2 separate regions of the Lactuca sativa genome follow, and region 2 is linked to region 1. Evidence: chromatin contacts called from public Hi-C data. All regions are on one chromosome and are shown on one strand. Each heading gives the region's core, a stretch centred on a gene start, on an enhancer-like site or on the middle of the called end of the contact. The rest is flanking DNA. Distances are from core to core; before and after follow the strand shown. Region 1 holds the start of LOC111876544. Region 2 holds the start of LOC111876559 (protein CHLOROPLAST IMPORT APPARATUS 2).

Region 1 (4,320 bases), core at 359-2,858:
GCTACAACAAAGAGGTATGTAATTCTACTAGAATTTATATTATACGTACTTCATATTATGCTAGTTAGAACAATACCTTGGAAAATTGATATTTGCATGTATAATAGAGAAAACATAGATCCAAGGTATTTAGGGTTGCATGTACACCTTAGGAGTGTTAGAATGCTAAAAACCCCTTAGAAAAGAAGGTAAAAACCTCAAGCATGAGCTCAACCATCACCTAAACTTCATATCCACCACATATAATCACCAAAGGACTCTAAGGACCCATAAAGTTGCTAACTTTATGGAGTCCGAACACTCTAACTCATCTACCCATGGATAATCATGCATAAAACCTTAGATCTATCAACAAGGAATCATAAAGCTTGAATCTTGGTTACTCACAAAGGTCCAGAGATGTTGTTAGATGTAAATGAAGCTTCTAAGCTGGATCTATGCTCCAAAGGCGATCCCTTCTTCTTTAATCCACCAAAACACCACCAAAAGCTCAAGAATCACAAGGAGAGGCTAGGGTTAGGGTTTTTCTGTGTTTGAGGACGAAGGACGCTGGTAATGAACCCGAAAAATGACTTAGATGGGCTTAAATACGAAGGAAAATCCTAAAATATCATGGGCTTGGGCTGCAATAGTTCTTACATGGTAAGCCCTTATGTCTCACGTTGTGAGCTCAGTTGAATCCACATATTTTCATTCATTCACTCTTCACGTCGTGACCTCTCTATGGTCATGTCGTGACACCCGATTTTACCCAAAAATCATGCCTTTGACTCCTTGATGCTTTAAACCGATCCGTTTTGGAAACTGAGTGTTACACTTAATGTTACCAATTTTGCGATCAATGCGAATGTGTCGTGATAGTCCACTCCCTCTATTTGTGTAAAACCCTTATCCACGAGTCTCGTTTTGTATCTTTCTACTTCCCCATCTGGTTACGTGCTTGCTCTTGTCTCCCTTGAAAGCTGGCTTGGAAGGCAGCCACTTCACGGACTGATTTCTTGGAAGCGGTAATCATTCGTTGCTGCTCATCCTCCGCCACAAGATGGTAGACGATGCTCAGCTTTGGTGTAGGTTTCATGGCCAATATTTGTGTCTTGATAACACTAAATTGGCCATCAAGCCCCATAAGAAACTCATAAGTTATTATTATTATTATTATTATTATTATTATTATTATTATTATTATTATTATTATTATTATTTTCAGTTATGTTAGCTTCTTTGTGTGATCACATGAACAACCATTACAAGAACATCGAGGAGTGGGAAGAAATGTCTCCATCTCGTCCCACAAGACGCAGAGTCTGGTATAGTAGGCTGATATTGTGGTGTCATCTTGTCGAGTGCTGTTCATTGCCTGTTTTAATTCGTATGCCTTGGGAGCGCTCTCCTTTCCGAAGCGCTCCTTCAAATCTTGCCAAATTTCTGTAGCCGTCTTTACATATTTCACATTGTTGCAAATCTCCTTCTCCATTTCCGTGGTCAACCAACTTTTGATCATTTCATTACAATGCATCCATGGTAGGTATTTCTCATATTCTGTATCTGGTTTTTTAATCGACCCACCAATGAAACCGGTTTTGTTCTTGGGAAACAAGAAATTCATCATCTCTTGTTTCTAATCATTGTAGTTCTTGTCAATAAGTACTTCATTCACGTGCATTGATTTTGGGTAGTCGGAAGCGTGTAGGTAGAGAGGTGAGTTATGATCGATGACCTCCTTCCCATTATGATTCTGGGTTTTGATTGTATCGTCGCCGGCCATAGAGGTCGATTAGGGTTTTCTTTGGTTTATAGATCGAATGCTTTGATACCATATAAAAATTGATACCAAAAAGCTCAATTTCATTATAATGATGCAAGTGTACATATACAATTGAGAACGGCTCGAATAGGGAAGGAACAACAATTAAGGAATATAAGTATGGAAATGCTATATACGACTGAGAGTAAATTAGGGAGAAAATCAAAGGTTTCCAATAGCATGAGTTGGAGGAAAAACATAATTGTATGTGAATTGATGAATAAAAAGTGTTGATATCCAATTGATTCTTTGATCCCTTTGTGACTCTTATGTTGAGACAACAAATCATCTATTGACTAGTTGTAATATACTCAATCTATTCGGATGCATATGAGAAGTCGGTGGAATGTTGATTTTCCTTCTTTTCATACGGTGAAAGGTCGAATTTCTTGGGTGACATGGCCGAGAGACAAGTTTAACATGTGGTCATTCAGACAACTTTGGGTGTTGTGGACGTTTCATTACGCTTGAATTTTTCAATCTAAAAATCCATGAAAGAATGTCTTATATGATAACATAGTCACATACTTGCTATTTTGGTTACCTAGGCTAAGTCAGAAAGTAATTTGGATATGTTGGTTACAAAATCAACTTCAGATATTTCTTCATTGCAATTCGTTAACAAGCTTTTTGTCGGTTTTTATTTAATAAAATCTTCTAGCATTCAAAAAAAGATCCTTTGGAACATAAGATATGGTCATAATTGTAGAAATGTCATTAAAATACATCAAATTATATTGCTATAGTTTGATAGATTTTTCAAAATATAATAAGGGAAAATATAATTATAAGTACAATAGTATATATATTAATTAGGTAAAAAGTTTCAAATTATAACGTCTTAATAAGAAAAAAAACTTAGTAATTTAAAAAAATTGAAAGTATGAAGTTATAATGAACAATTGTTACTTTTTGTATCTAATCCAAAAAGCTATAACATTGAACAAGTAAATAAGTAATTAACAATGCCAAAGTAATAAAACAAATTGAGACATACAGTTAGTAGGTACCACCAAAACTCTTTTGTTAGTTGAACCAAGTTTAATAATGAAGGTTATTCTTCGACTTTAGGCCCAAACCAATCTCTCTCAACACTAAAACGGCATATATTTTACCTGAATATAAAGCTAATTTAACAAATTGATGAGAAACGTGCAAGACCCATCCTTTGTTTCAAGTATGATTAAAAAAGTCAACTGATTTCCTCTTTTTGCACTGTTCTAGATTTCTCTCGATTTACACAATTAGACATAGAATATAATAAAAAACCGAAATAACTTAAATTCGAGAAACTTTACATTTGAGTTTGGAAGGATTTTGGACCAATGATTTAGCCTGCTTGGGGAACCTCATGTATCTCCACTCGATTGAAAGTCATAGCCTTTTAATATATATAGGTTCTATAATTCGATGTATGAGTCAGCAAATCTAGTTATTATTTTTTCAGCGTCAATAACATCCCGTAATTCAATGATTTTCTGATTCTACCGTTTAATTTTCCATGCACACTCATAAGTTATTATATGATGTTTTATCGTAAACAAATTTCAACCACCGAGAAGAGAAGAAATGTACCTGTTTCACATCACTACAAAAGCAACTCTCCAAAAGTGATTGAAAAAAAATAAAAATAAACCAAGTTGTTACACCAAAATCATCTTTGTAGTTGGTTTATGTTTCCTCGGTTCCAACTTCACTATTGACTCATAACCTAACCCAAATTCCTTCCTATATATATATACCCACCCCTATGATCACCATATAAACACACAACAAACCTTCACCTCTCTCACGATGATATCCAAGTCCATCCTTCGGGCTCTCTTACTGCTTTCCCTTGCTTTTACCACATATGCAGAAACACACCACCATGAGTTTAAAGTACGTCCTATATATTAATGTGCTATAAATATATACTCTATATTTAAGTTTTCAGTTATCTATTGGGGTTAGTTATCTTTGAGGTGGTTGATTGAGTATTAATTATAATTTGGGTGTTACAGGTTCAAGAGGTAGCAGTAAGGAGGCTATGCAGAAACCATAGAGCAGTAACGGTCAACGGTCAGTTTCCAGGACCGACCCTACAAGTAAGAAATGGTGATACTCTTCTTGTCAAAGTCACAAATGCTGCCCCTTACAATGTCACAATCCATTGGTACTTAATTACACTTTCATGTATCATTCTGGATGTTTTCTTTTAGCAATTACAATGGCTAATTAATGGTTCCATTCGTTTTCCATTTCAGGCATGGAATACGCCAACTTAGAAACCCATGGGCTGATGGGCCTGAATTTGTGACCCAATGTCCAATCCGACCCGGAGGAAGCTACACATACAGGTTCACCATAACCGACCAAGAGGGAACATTGTGGTGGCATGCTCATAGCAGATGGCTACGAGCCACAGTCTATGGTGCACTTGTTATTCGTCCAAAATCTGGTTCTTCCTACCCCTTCCCAACCCCCAAAATCGAATTTCCTGTTGTTCTAGGTACATTAATTATTTTATATAATCA
Region 2 (5,073 bases), core at 26-2,525, 180 kb after region 1:
AGAGAGAGAGAGAGAGAAATTTACATAAATGAATTATGAAAAAGACAATACACAAAGGATGGCCACGTAGAAAATAAAATACCAAACAATTTGACAAGATATTTTTTTGTGTAGATATTTTTCTCATCGCCTTTTAGTATCTTCTCATGATTCCCTTTCCACAAATCTTCCCTGTAAAAAAATATTTCAAAATTTAGATCCTCTCAACAAATTAATTATATTTTAAAACATGTATTTTTATATGTTATATTCAAAACACGATTTGAACAAGTATTCACCAAATTATAGACAACAAACTTTAACAAGTACTAGTAACCTTGAGTCTTGGTCTTTTATCAGCATTGAGTTTTCGAACATGATATCTTATCTTTCTAGAAAAGAGTCTACTTTCACGTTTCTTTTTATATTTCAGAACACTTGCTTCCCTTTTGGTTCGAGCTTCTTCCATCACCGGTACCTCTCCTATCTAAAACATTCAAAACTATTATCAATTATGATTTTTTTACATCATGTCATGTAATACATTCTACGGAAGAAATATCATAAAAGGTCACTATAGAAATTTCCTTATTTCCATCAAACAAATGATCTATTCTTCTAATCTACATAACATGTTTGCAATGATATCACCAAAAACCCGATACATTATTCAAAGAAAGTTGTTTGAAAAGTAAAATTAATCGAAATTTTTAGCAACTTACATAGCCATTGTCAGAGGTTGATTGAGCGAAGTCATCCGTCCAACAAGGACCACGGTTCGACCAGGCATCCATAACGTCTTGATAATTCAAGCTTAAATATAAACTCTCTTTCTTCTCATTATGCTCTTGATCTTCATCATCATCGACTTCTTCTTCTTCCCAATATCCCCAAATTTCTTTCTTTATGTTTCCAATCAAATTGACCATACTACCCTCCCGATTTGCGGACTTTTCCCCATCACAAACAGCCTGATCTTGATCCACTTCATTGATTGAAAATTCATCCCATTCGATCAAATGATCCCAATTGAGTTCATCATAAGTGATACTCATAACACCTTCTCCTTGATTTCTTTATGTTTAATATCCAAAATGCCCTCGAAATCAGATAGATTGTCAGCGTTGCTTTCAAAATATTCATCGATTATGGAATCTGGGACAAGTTGTTCTTCTTTCTTTGGAGACTTAAACACAGAATTTTGCCCCATTTTTCAGTGTGTGTGGGTGTGTTTGGCAGGAGGTGCTTAAGCTTTGATGTGCATGAGTATGAGGATTGAGGGTGTGGGTGAATATTATGGGGTTTGGGTTGCCTGGCTGGCTAGTGGTTGCTCTTTTTTTGTTGGATGACATGGCCTTATCTTCCTCTTATTGGTCAGAATATGCATCCAACATAGCACTTTTTAATAATTATTGTAAGGTCAAAAATAATTATATGAGTGGGCCTATATCCTTGAATTTAAGTAGAATATCAGTTTGGTTGTATGGCATCTTCTATAAAAACTCTTGTATGTCGACTTTAATTATCATCGTAATTCGTAAACATTTCTTGATATTTTTAGTCTTTTTGGTTGAATGTAACTTGAACAATTGTTTGTTTGCTAGTTTTACTTCATGTTGACGTAGAGCCTAACCGGATGTCCACCTATAACTAGAGTTGTCCTTGGAGGGAAGCTAATTGGACTGTTTGATGGATATTTAAAATAGAAGTATACCTAAACAGACTCAACTAGCCGAATAGGATATATTTGCGTCAGATCTATATAAGGTCAAGGATACATATCTTCACTTACTCTTGGGTTTTTTAGAAGTAGGGTATGTCTTATCCTTCTTAAAAAAAGAAGACACGCCTGATCATATATTTAATAGAGATATGTCTCATCTTAAATGAAAATAATTTATTCACATGTTATCCTCTTATGGATTATGTCACATGTCATTTTGTCATAATTTTAAAATATTTATTTTTCACTTGTCATTTACTTCATTTTTCATTTTTTTAATATATCATTAATTTAGTTTCCATAAATTAAACATACCATAATGATTATATCAATTTCAAATTTCAAATTTCAAACTTTAATTTCAGTTTTAAATAAATTTACAGTTTAAACCTTCGTATTTAACGTTTTTATATAATTAACACGTTTAATACACGAGTCTGACAACTAAACACATAATTTTTCTACATGTTTTTTTTCATAATATTTACTTATTTCAAATTTCAAATTTAAATAAACTTCCAGTTTAATCATTCATATTTAAATTTTTATTTTAATCAACTCGTATAATATACGTGTCTCACAACTAGTTTTTTTTAATAAAAGTATATATTGAAGAATTTCCACACCACTCTGTATGAAATGTAGAGTAAATTACATGTTTAGCCATTGGCGTTTGTTTTTCATAATACGATCTAACTATCGTGATTGTTGCAAGTTTGGTCTCCTTTCAAACTAAAGTATGGAATGTCTTATACTTCTAAAAAAAGACACTCTTGATCAAATATTGAAAGAATCTTGTTGGATTGACACTCATTGACAAGGTAATTTTTTTCAGTCTTATGGTGTTCATGTATGTAAGTTATGGTTATGTGGTTTGTAGTCTCACCTTAAAATTTTAGAGGCTCGGTATAAAAATTAAATTAAGGCCCCATATATTTTTTGTAAAATATTACTAAAGAAATTTCTTACTGCTAAAGACAATAAGAGTCCACTACTTTAACGAACATAATATTTATTGTTAATAATATAAATGAGATTTGTGACATGCAATTTTACTTTAATCAACATATTACTATTATTTTCTTCTAATTTTTTTTAGTAATATAATATTTAAAATATTCTCAATCAAAGGCCCGTTACGATAGGAGGTCCCATGTGACCGCACACCTGTACAACCTCCACGGCCGCCACTGGTGGTATGGGATTGGGAATTTGTAACCTACGTTGGTATAATCTTAAATTGGTGAATAAAAGTGGAAACACTTACAAGAATATGTCTATTTACACTTGATATTGATGATACTAAGTGAGTAGTATCATATTTCTCAAGAATTGATGAACATGAAGTTAGGGTTTGATATGGATAAAGGGGATGGTCAATATTGGCCAAGTTTGGTTAACAAGTGTGTTTAATAGATATTTTGTGGTATACATGTATTTTTTTTAACCCCGACAGAAGTGAACTATTATCATAATACAGATAAATAATATATATATATATATATATATATATATATATATCATATCATATCATATCATAGCATATCATATCATACTATATTATAAAGGAAACATTTTTCCTTTCACCACATTCATTTGAAACTCCCATGACTTTTCAATTTCTTTCAAATAATAATTATAAGTTGGTTCATAAGGTTAAATAAATATCAAATCTAAAGTGTAATCATATATAAACTAAATTTCAAAATTAAAGTAATATCTTTACTTCTACTTATAAAGTTATGTCTTTTAACTTTTAACATAGAATGCTTAATTTATTAGCTTTAATATATTGTTGGATATAATTCATTATCATTTTAAATATACAATTTTGGAACAATTTGTATAAAATATTTAAATTATTAATTTGAGTATAACTTTACAGGTTCAACTTAAATATAAATTTAGTTTAACTTAAATAACCCAAAGAATGTTTTGTAAATAGTTAAAAGTGATTAATTGTAGTGTGTTTCTAATAATGATTATAAGTTGGTTAATAAGGTTAAATAAATATCAAACCTAAAGTGTAATCATAAATATACTAAATTTCAATTTTAAAATAATACATTTACTTCTACTTATAAAGTTACGTCTTTAACTTTTAACATATTATACTTAATTTAGTAGATTTAGTATGTTGTTTTTATGTAAACCATTATCATTTTAAAGCTATAACTTTTGAACAGTTTTGACAAAATACTTAAATTGTTAATTTAAATATAACATTACAATGTCAACGTAAATATCAATTTCAGTTCCACTTAAAAAATTAAAAATTATTTTGTAAATAGTTAAAAGTGATAAATTGTAGTAATAAATGCAAAAATAAATGGTAATCTCAGTTTAACTAAAATATTTCCTAAAGATATTTTTATAATTGTTAAATGTTTTCAAATAAGTAGCTTAAAATAACTTACAATAACAATAGGTAAAAGTAACCCTATATAAATGATTATATTATTACCTTTAAAATCAAAAAACAATGTTTGATGTTTTAAATAATTATAATGATAGAAATTAAAACATTAAGTAAATAAATTTTAAAAAATTAATTAACAATAACAACAACTATAAATAACATTAAACCATATATTATATTTAATTTTATTCATGTGTAACTCGATGATAGAAGTCATTCAAACGATTGAGATTATACATTTATTATATATATATATATATATATATATATATATATATATATATATATATATATATATATATATTCAAATAATCAATATATTATATCAGTTTAATATACAAATTATTATATCAAATTTAACAACAACGTTATTGTTATATTTAAAAAAAACATATATTTGTATATATTTCAACTATATAGGCGTTTCTACGCAACGCGCGGACAATATTTTGTGTTATTCCATCCAATTAACTCATCGATTACAAGGTTATTTAAACAACATAGATTCAACTACTTATCCTAAAATGACTACACCTATTGCCCACTGATTCTCTATAGCCAACGTGTTCATTTTAAGGTAGATTATGTCTGAGAGAGAGAGAGAGAGAGAGAGAGAAAGAGAATGGATCCCTTCCTTGAGATGGAAAGGATACTTTTATACCTGCTACTAATAGATCGTGGGCACCTCACGTTATGAGCTTGATACGTGGCCTCCTCTTATTAGGAGATTTGCCCATGCTAACTAACTGCCAAGTGACGTCAGTTCTGGGCGTCACCTGACCTATTCGTCGCCTTCTGATTGGTTGTGGGTAAATAAGGAGATCACGTGGAATGCTCTTTCCTTGTGATGGGAAGTGAGCTATCAGCCCGGCGCTGGATCGCGTGGGCCAAGATCGGGTCTTGGTCATGATACTTGCATGGTAACGCTCCGTCTAGGCCATCCGTTAAGTTT

The links. A called contact is a pair of places that touch in the nucleus more often than the background predicts.
Region 2: a contact with region 1 is called in a Hi-C map of leaf, with 9 times the contacts expected there. The contact joins the promoter of LOC111876559 here to the promoter of LOC111876544 in region 1. A contact is called at or near these places in 2 of 4 Hi-C or Micro-C datasets (both in leaf).

Annotation. Positions count from the first base shown.
Region 1 is chr9:19,656,300-19,660,619 of Lsat_Salinas_v11, forward strand. LOC111876544 reads right to left here and starts at 1,609. Exons shown (of 1, transcript XM_023873103.1): 1 at 1,208-1,609. The coding sequence starts at 1,609. The coding sequence ends at 1,208. It overlaps LOC111876492 (laccase-3), which reads left to right and starts at 3,547. Exons shown (of 5, transcript XM_023873016.3): 1 at 3,547-3,685; 2 at 3,808-3,959; 3 at 4,051-4,295. The coding sequence starts at 3,599.
Region 2 is chr9:19,835,302-19,840,374 of Lsat_Salinas_v11, forward strand. It overlaps LOC111876559 (protein CHLOROPLAST IMPORT APPARATUS 2), which reads right to left and starts at 1,276. Exons shown (of 3, transcript XM_023873119.3): 1 at 702-1,276; 2 at 317-466; 3 at 22-171. The coding sequence starts at 1,034. The coding sequence ends at 145.